3 separate regions of the Mus musculus genome follow, and regions 1 and 3 are each linked to region 2. The links are chromatin contacts, called in public Hi-C maps. All regions are on one chromosome and are shown on one strand. Each heading gives the region's core, a stretch centred on a gene start, on an enhancer-like site or on the middle of the called end of the contact. The rest is flanking DNA. Distances are from core to core; before and after follow the strand shown. Region 1 holds the start of Zfp939 (zinc finger protein 939). Region 2 has its middle 26 kb from the start of Gm26327. Region 3 holds the start of Zfp619 (zinc finger protein 619).

Region 1 (2,700 bases), core at 146-2,645, 210 kb before region 2:
TTCCTGGCTTCCTAATGCTCTGTGGGCACAAGAACTTTTGTGTGCCTAACATGCCCTGACTTTTCTCAAAGACAGACTTTAGGTTATAAGCCAAATAAACCCTTTCCTCCCTGAATTGCTTTTGGTCAGTGTTTAAGCATAGCATCAGAAAAGCAAACAGTATGGCTATCACAGAGCATATATGGAGGTCAGAGGACAACTTTTGAGAGTTGGTTCTCTCCTTATAGTATCTGGGTTCTAGGAATGGAACTCATGTTATCCAATTTGGTGGAAAACTCAATGAGGCACCTTTATGGCTTTACTTTTAAATAATAAACAAAACCGTGTTATTTATGAACAACATGGCCAAATAACACCATTTGTGTTTTCAGATAACGAATTCAGAAGTAATCTTGTCTGTGTGATATAATTTTATTGCTGCCCTCGAGTATGGATTAAAACAGAATCGACATCAGGTAGAGTAACACATTAGCTGTAAATTAACTCTAATCACAGAAATGTTCAGGCTTTATAGAGATTACTACCAGTTCAAGGTCATATCTGTAACGAGTTCCCAGCAAGTCACGATAACATACTGAGCCAAAAAGAAACTGGAGGGATGGTTTAAAGAGTAAGGGTGAATCTCCAAGTGTGAGACCCTGAGTCTGAATCTCTAGCATGTACATAAGAAAGTTGAGGGCTATAGAGAGACTGGGGACCACTGGGGTGGGCTGGCTGCCAGCTTTCCTCCAGGTTAAGCAAGAAGCTTTGTCCCAGGAGAATAAAGTCCACGTGTCACAGAAGAAGATTTTCAACCTTCTTCTCTGGCCACACATGTACACATGTAAGTAAAAGAAAATTTGAGAAAACAAACTTGGCCAATGAGATGATTCAGTGAGTAAAGGCTCCTACATCAAAGCGATCCGTGGGACTCACATGGTAGAACGAAAGAACAACTCTCACAAGTTGTCCTCTGAACACTACACGTGTGCCAAGGCAGGTGAAACCCCACGAAAACAAATAAATAAATAGGACGTAAAAACGACAAAAAAATAAAACAAGAAAAATCTGCTAATTAAATGAAAAGAACAAAACAAAAGCAAAAATCACAGTTACTATTGAGTCCTTCGCCAGAGGCAAATTCCTTTCTACATGGGTGCAGAATAGTTACTTTCACTCCGTGGGATTGGAGTGCTGGCGGCTCAGAGAGCACACTGTGACCTGTCTAGCATTTGTTGGTCACTGGAAAGACACCCCTACAGCTCCTTTCTCCTGTCACTCAGGAGGGCAAGGCCTGAATCCCTGTCCAATCAAAAGCACTGTTATAGGAGGATCCAATCGGATTCCCTGAGAAAGTAGGAGGGCGGGCATTGAACGAAGGTTCTTTTTATCCCCGCCCACTTACCACTACCCACCCACCACCATCGGGGTTGGGATCTGTCAGGCGCTTCTGCTTGGTATCTGCGATTCTCTGCCTCTTTCTGTCGTCAGTGCCCATCGCTGCTGGGGGAAGCTCCGTAATTAGGACCCTGGTGTCCAGGAACCGGAAATGGTGAGCGCATGGCGTCCTGACCTGGGCTCAGTGTTGGCACACCGCACCTTCCCGCCTGGCCCCTCCGGACGGTCCCGTCCAGCCAGGCACTGGTGTCCTGCCAGGGCTGATGGGTTTTCAGGCACCTGGGCCGGGGTGGCCGAGAAAGGCTTTTGAGAGTGGCCTGGCCAAGGCGTGCTGCGGAAAGAGCAGTCGTCGCTGCATCTAGGCCAGTGCGTTCCCGGACTCGCGCTGTGTTTTCTGCTGGGTTCTGAGTACGCCTTTGGGTGTGTGTGTCTGTTTTCATGTCTTTGTGGTTTTTGAACCGGACTCTCCAAATCTAGGTGTACGAGCGCCTGCCAGCACTATGGCTTTGCTGTCGCGAAGCATTTCCTTAAGTCACTTGGGTTCTCTAGGACGTTGGCTGTGTGAATCTTCTACCATTATTGAGAAGGCAGTGGCTTATTACCTCCCTACCTCTTCTCCACTGCTCATCACCTGCGGAGGTGGGTCCAGGGCTAGCTTGTATGCGTCTGCCTTTATGTGTCTGGGGATTGATCTGAATCTGTGTGATATGTCTGTATATATGGCATTGAGGATGGAATACCTGGAGATTTGTGCATATTAGACAAATTCTGTGCCAGGATAGAGACAGGGTCCCAGTGTAGGCCAGTGTGGCCTTGAATTTGCTATCTTCCTATATTGGCTTCTAAAATGTCTGGGATTATACTCATGCACCATCAGGGCTCATACTGGGTCCTTTTTGTGTAGAAGATTTGGAGAGCAGTGGGATGCTTTAAGTGGGGTTTAATGAGCTGTCCTAGTAGGAATATGGAAGACCTTGTTGCTTTGAGTGATTTGAACTGTGCGGACCTGACCAAAGAGGTTTCAGTGGCGAAGAACTTCAGTATGTGGCCTAGAGACTGCTTTTGTAATATTTTGGTGAAGTTTGTGGCTGCTTTTTGCCCTTGTCTGAAGAGTCTGCCTGAGGCTAAGGTGCATTGACAAAGGAATTCTCAGAAACACCCATCATAGACTTTGTTCTCTGGTTAAGTCTCAGGAGCATTTTTGAATAAGTTTAGAAAGGAAAAATATAAAATACATGGTTTGAGTATTAAAGGGGAACCAGGAAGTGAATCGGAGCTGAAACCTGTGTTCAAAGATATTAAATCGAATTAAGGGAGTGGAGC
Region 2 (2,700 bases), core at 139-2,638:
GTATGTGAGGAGGCTTAGGTTCAGCCTGTGTGTATTCTTTGGTTGGTGGTTCAGTCTCTGAGAACCCCAAGTGTCCAGGTAGGTTGATTCTATTGGTCTTTCATCTCTGTTACCTTAGGGGCTGGCAACCTGTCCTCCTGTCCTTCCATAAGACTCCCCAGGCTCCATCCAGTGCTTAGCTGTGGGTCTCTGTATCTTTCTGAGTCAGCTACTAGGTTGAGCCTCTCAGAGGACAGCCATGTTAGGCTACAATCTGGAGGCATAAAAGAGTATCATTAATACTCTTAATAGTGTCATTAATCATTAATAGTGTCAGATATTGGTGTTTGCCTATAGGATGGATTTCAAGTCAGGCTGGTTATTGGTTGGCCATTCCCTCAGTCTCTGCTCCATTCCCTATCCCTGAAACTCTTATAAACTGGATAAATTTTGGATCAAAAGTTTTGTGAGTGGGTTGGTGTCCCTATTGCACCATTGGGGTTCCTGCCTGGCTACAGGAGATGGCCTCTTTAGCTTCCCTATTCCCAGTGCCTAACAGCTTTCTACTCCTATTCTTCTGTACCCCTGTGTTATCATCTAGGGCTCTTGAGTGGATTTATTTTCTCTGTCAATTAAAAGAATAAAAAGGCAGGAAATATATCTTGGACAGGAAGTAACAGATAAGTTTCATCAAAGGTGAAGAAGTGCAGACAGTTGTTGGGAGCCGCCCCCACATTCGCCGTCACAAGATGGCGCTGACATCCTGTGTTCTAAGTGGTAAACAAATAATCTGCGCATGTGCCAAGGGTATTTTACGACTACTTGTACTCTGCTTTTCCCGTGAACGTCAGCTCGGCCATGGGCTGCAGCCAATCAGGGAGTGATGCGTCCTAAGTGAAGGATAACTCCTCCTTAAAGGGGACGGGGGTTTCCGCCACTCTCTCTCGCTGGCATCTCTCTGGCTCTGCGCGCCCTGCGCTCTCTCGCTGCCTAAAGATGTAAACAATAGAGCGCGCTCTGCGCTTTGGCGCGCCGGAGCGGAGCTCTGGCTCCTAAAGATGTAAGAATAGAAGGGGCTTTCGTTTTTGGGGCTGGGCGCTGGGCGCTTGCCCTCCTGGCTCCAAAAGATGTAAGCAATAAAGTTTTGCCGCAGAAGATTCTGGTCTGTTGTGTTCTTCCTCGTCGGGCGCGCGAACGCTATTAAGAGACAGTCAGAAAGACAGAGGGAAAGATTGCCTGCGGGGGAGAGACGGGCCAAGACCGTTTTTTCCCGTGGAGGGCTGGCTGGGGTTTTTTAATGTTTTTGCTGGGCTGAAATGAATCTCTTCTCCATAATTTAGGATTTATCAGTTTAGACAAAGAAAAGGAAGCTGACACACCCACTGCTTTGGGTAATGATGTCTAGGTCCATCCCTGCTGGTGAGAGAAAAGGCCTGCCAGCCTTTGTCTGAGATCAGGAGGAGGAAGAAGCATCGAGAAGCATGGCATCTGCATTTATCTCTCACTGGTCCCTTCCCCGATCTGTCTAGCTCCTATTCCCATACTCACCTTCTGATTTTTATGTCATGCTGTATTTCTTAGGTTTGCCAGTGGAAACCACATTGGTGTCACAGCACTGGTGTCAGGGAAAGGAGGAAGGGAGCTGAGGATAGTGTTGTAAAGCCCTGAAGTCATATTTCACAAGACCACACAGTATCAATGTCTGTGTACATTCAGCACATGGTCCTTGGGCTCTGGCTGCTTTGAGAACCTGGAGCCCTAATCTGAGCTCACGGATCCTCTCCTGCCACATACATCTCCAATGTCAGCAAACTATATGGGCTTAGGGAAAACTACTTTCTTTTGCCCTTCTTCAGATGCAGCCGTGTCTCAGGCTTTACACGCAATACCATCTATGGCCAAGACAGATGAAAAGTCTTCTCTACGAAGTGAGGGAGGAGGTAAACCAGGTGGACGTAGGTATTCATAAACAAGCAGGAGGCAGCCAGCTGTGGGAGGGCATGTGCAATTGCCGAACCACTGGTATCAGCAATCAGACCTGGGAGCTGAGTGGATGAAGAATAAAAATGAGCTGTTGGCTCCAGGGAGGTTCTGCTGTCACATCAAAAAGATTAAAGTTACCCGTGTCTTTCTGTGTCCTAATTGCATTCTGTCACATTGCTGTCTGTAGATAGTGTGAGAACCTACAGGAGCCAAACAAGGCAAATAGACCATTCCATTGTTCCACAGACCCTGTAGAAGGGGCTGAATGAACAGGATCATGGTGCTCAATACCGCCTCTTGTCCTTGCCCAGAATGTATGCTTTCCCATCTGGTGCCTTAGGCATACTTATACAGGGTAGTTCTGATGCCTTGATCAGGAATCTGTATGTGAATACTGAAGGTCCTGTTTCCCAGTTGGTTCTTGATCGATCAATAAAGATGCTAATGGCCAATGAGCTGGGTGGAATAGGCAGACTTCCAGTTTTCCCACAAGCAGGGTATCAGACAAGAGAGAATGGAGAAAGAGATTTGATGTGCTTTGGAGGGAGGGAGAGAGAGACACCAGCTATGTGAGATCTAGGGCGGAGTGACCATTGGCCACTTCCCCACTAGGCCTGGGGGTAGCAGGTGGCAGGTTAGAAACATAACTAAGCTGGGGGCAGGTTTAGGGTATTGAGCTGGGGCTAAAGGTAACTGAGCAACTGAAGCAGAGGACAGATTTAGGGTGCTGAGCTGGGA
Region 3 (2,700 bases), core at 148-2,647, 140 kb before region 2:
GGCCCACGTATGCTCCTGGTTCAGTCTCTGGGAGCTTCCTGGGTATTTACAATTTTTTTTTGATACTTAAAATTTACTTTCTGTAGACATTTATCAAGTGCTTATTATATGATAGGTGGAGTATGTTTGAGATGTTTGAACAATTTTAGTTTAGGGTATTTCCATAGCTCAGGCCAGCTCTGCCTCAGTCTTTGAAGTTCTGAGGTTACAGTCCCTTGCCCCCAAGCCCAGCTTCATTTTCTTGGCATTAGTTTGTTGGCAGCTGAAATAAACCAAGTTGGCCTTGTACTCACAGAGATCCACCTGCCTCTGCCTCAGGAACGCTGGGATTAAAGGGATGCGCCATCACAGCCCATGAACCCACATTCTTACCTCTCAGTATCAATTGATAAGTATCTTATTAGATTTCATTTTATTTCATGGGCAAAAGTAGAAGGCATGAGTTCCTCTGAAACTGAATTTACAGGCAGTTGTGAGTTGACAGATGTGTGAGCTTGGGAAGAGAACTAAGGTTCTCTGGAAGAGCAATACACACTCTTTAACCTCCTATCCTCCAGCCCTTTTATTTATTTCTGTAATTAGTTTTTTGCCTTCAAGTTTGAGGTGGGTACCCAAGATTCAACCTCTGGTTTCAACCATGCTATGGAAGCATTGTATTACAGAGTGTTTCTGTGTTGTGTGTGTTTCTGTTCTGAGACTGGCCTTGAATCCAGTCTGTAGCCTTGTCAGATGCCTGATTTTCCTGCCTCAGCCTCCCATGTACTGGGATTACAGGACCTAGCTAGACTGGTCTCTAAATTTGGCAGTCTCTTTATCCCCACCTCCCTTTCAAAAGTAAATAACAGTTGCGCTTAAATTTTTTTTTTTAATCAACTTTTGGAAAAGCGAAATGGCTCAGCGAGTAAAGGTGCTTGCTTCTAAACCCTATGAATTGAGTTCGATCCCCAGGACCCATAAGGTGCAAAGGGGCCATCAACTCTAGCTAATTGCCCTTTAACTTCCACTCATGCTCTGTGGGACACATGTTCTTCTGCCACACTTTTCTTTTAACTAAATACATGCAATTAAAATTTTTAAATTAACCTTTTGTATAAAAATTCACGGCGATCCCTATACTAGCCATTGCGTGTAGTGGACAGTGCGAACGCACGACTCTAGACGGCAGGTCCAGCTCTGGAAGGCAGGAGTAAGTTCCTAAAAGGAAAACTCCTTCACGTGTGTACTCGGGGGACAAGCCACGGGCCACAAGGACCCGCTGGGCTGCCTTTGTCTCTTCGCTTCCACTCTCTCCTGTCACTCCGGCCTTGCTAGCCATTCAGAGCAGCCAGACCAGCTGTCCAATAAAGGGCGCTGCCGAGCGGCGAGAGGCGGGTTTTTCGCCGCCATGCTCCGGGTTCCCCTTTAAGGCTGAGCGAGGTGCCACTTGAGCCGCGCTTGCGAGCTCCGCTGCCAGGACCTGTGGGGAGAGTGCAGTCGAGATCGGAAGCCGCGCCATGGTGAGCAAGGGGCTGCTGTCCTCAGACGGGGAGGAGAGGCGGGCTGAGCCCCGGGAGGCCGTCTGGTGGAGCCTCCTTGCGGCTGGAGCGGAAGCGCTGTTCTGGGCCCCGGCTCTGGTCAGCTCCGCCCCTCGGGCCGCGCTTGCGTAGAGCGCAGAGCGCGGTGGCAGGAGGCTCCGCCCCTCTCGCCTTTTCGGGTGACGTCACTTTGTTACGGGCTCTTAGGCAGTGTTGTGAGTCCAGTTCGTCTCAGTTATCTTTAAGAGGTTCTGTACTTCGCATTTCATTATTTAGGTTTAGAATACACTTAGAGTTAATTTTCGTGACAGTTATAAAGTCCTTTATTAATTTCTTACATATAGATGTTAAGGTGGCTCACTAATATTTATTAATGAAGGGAATTCCTTGAGTTTTCTTTGTTTCTTTGTCAAAAACAGCTAACTGTATTCTTTTACCTTTATTTCCTAATTTTCTCTTTATCTTTTTATTGTGAAATAGGACATTTGTTTTGGCTTTTGAAATAGGGTCTCTCTACGAAGTCCTGGCTCCCTCCGGAGCTCTCTTTGTAGACCAGGCTGGCCTTGCATGCACTCACAGATATCCTGCCTCTGCCTCCGGAATGCTTTGATTAAAGATGCTGGGCTGAGAACATTCTCCAGAGTAGATTGCTTTTATTATTGTAGTTTAAACAAAGTTTTACAGTCAGATGATAGTGCGCGCGCGCGCGTGTGTGTGTGTGTGTGTGTGTGTGTGTGTGTGTGACCTATTCTAGTGTGCTGACTGTTTTCTTTAGAGATAGACACTCATGACTCAGTCTATGCTTAAACTCGCTGTGTTACCGAGGGTTAACTTTGAACTTCTGATCTTTCTTTTTTCACTCACCGCAAGAGTGAGTGTAATTCAAAAAGTGAAAGAAACTCGAAGTACGGAACCTCTTAAAGATAACGCAGAGAAACTAGACCTGCAATACCACCCGATTAAAGACTAAAGATATGTGTCAGCCATTTCTGTCTTTATGTAGTGCTTCAAAAGGAACCCAAGGCTTCTTCCTGCTCCTCAGAAGGCTCTATACCAACTGTGCTACTTACCAGTCTCATGTGTTTTCCCTTCCCGCACAATCTTTATTTTTAAGATTTATGTATTTTATATGTTTGAATGTTTTGTATGCATATTACATAATGCCTAGTTCCCTCGGAGGGGAGAA

Evidence for each region. Hi-C and Micro-C count contacts between places; a contact is called where the count stands out from the background.
Region 1: a Hi-C map of rod photoreceptor shows a contact between it and region 2, with 1.9 times the contacts expected there. The contact joins the promoter of Zfp939 here to the enhancer-like site in region 2. A contact is called at or near these places in 3 of 39 promoter capture datasets (cranial neural crest, liver and neutrophils), 5 of 484 Hi-C or Micro-C datasets (microglia, muscle stem cells, natural killer cells and 1 more) and 4 of 115 datasets of contacts at active chromatin or transcription factors (bone marrow-derived macrophages and microglia).
Region 3: a contact with region 2 is called in a Hi-C map of rod photoreceptor, with 4 times the contacts expected there. The contact joins the promoter of Zfp619 here to the enhancer-like site in region 2. A contact is called at or near these places in 1 of 39 promoter capture datasets (pre-B cells), 13 of 484 Hi-C or Micro-C datasets (B cells, CD4 T cells, CD8 T cells and 9 more), 7 of 115 datasets of contacts at active chromatin or transcription factors (bone marrow-derived macrophages, effector CD8 T cells, memory CD8 T cells and 4 more) and 2 of 9 other capture datasets (adipose tissue and liver).

What each region holds. Positions count from the first base shown.
Region 1 is chr7:39,448,123-39,450,822 of GRCm38.p6, forward strand. Zfp939 (zinc finger protein 939) reads left to right here and starts at 1,396. Exons shown (of 6, transcript NM_001243021.1): 1 at 1,396-1,531. The coding sequence starts at 1,529. It also overlaps the pseudogene Gm5590.
Region 2 is chr7:39,654,548-39,657,247 of GRCm38.p6, forward strand. No RefSeq gene overlaps it. Among named protein-coding and RNA genes, the nearest start is that of Gm26327, 26 kb to the left of the region's middle. Within about 2 kb of position 1,389, at least 90 of the 459 cell types and tissues checked have an H3K27ac peak or open chromatin away from gene starts, as enhancers often do. A contact at or near this core is called in B cells, CD8 T cells, Th1 cells and 12 more, where this site is marked.
Region 3 is chr7:39,516,369-39,519,068 of GRCm38.p6, forward strand. Zfp619 (zinc finger protein 619) reads left to right here and starts at 1,398. Exons shown (of 4, transcript NM_001004139.2): 1 at 1,398-1,496. The coding sequence starts at 1,494.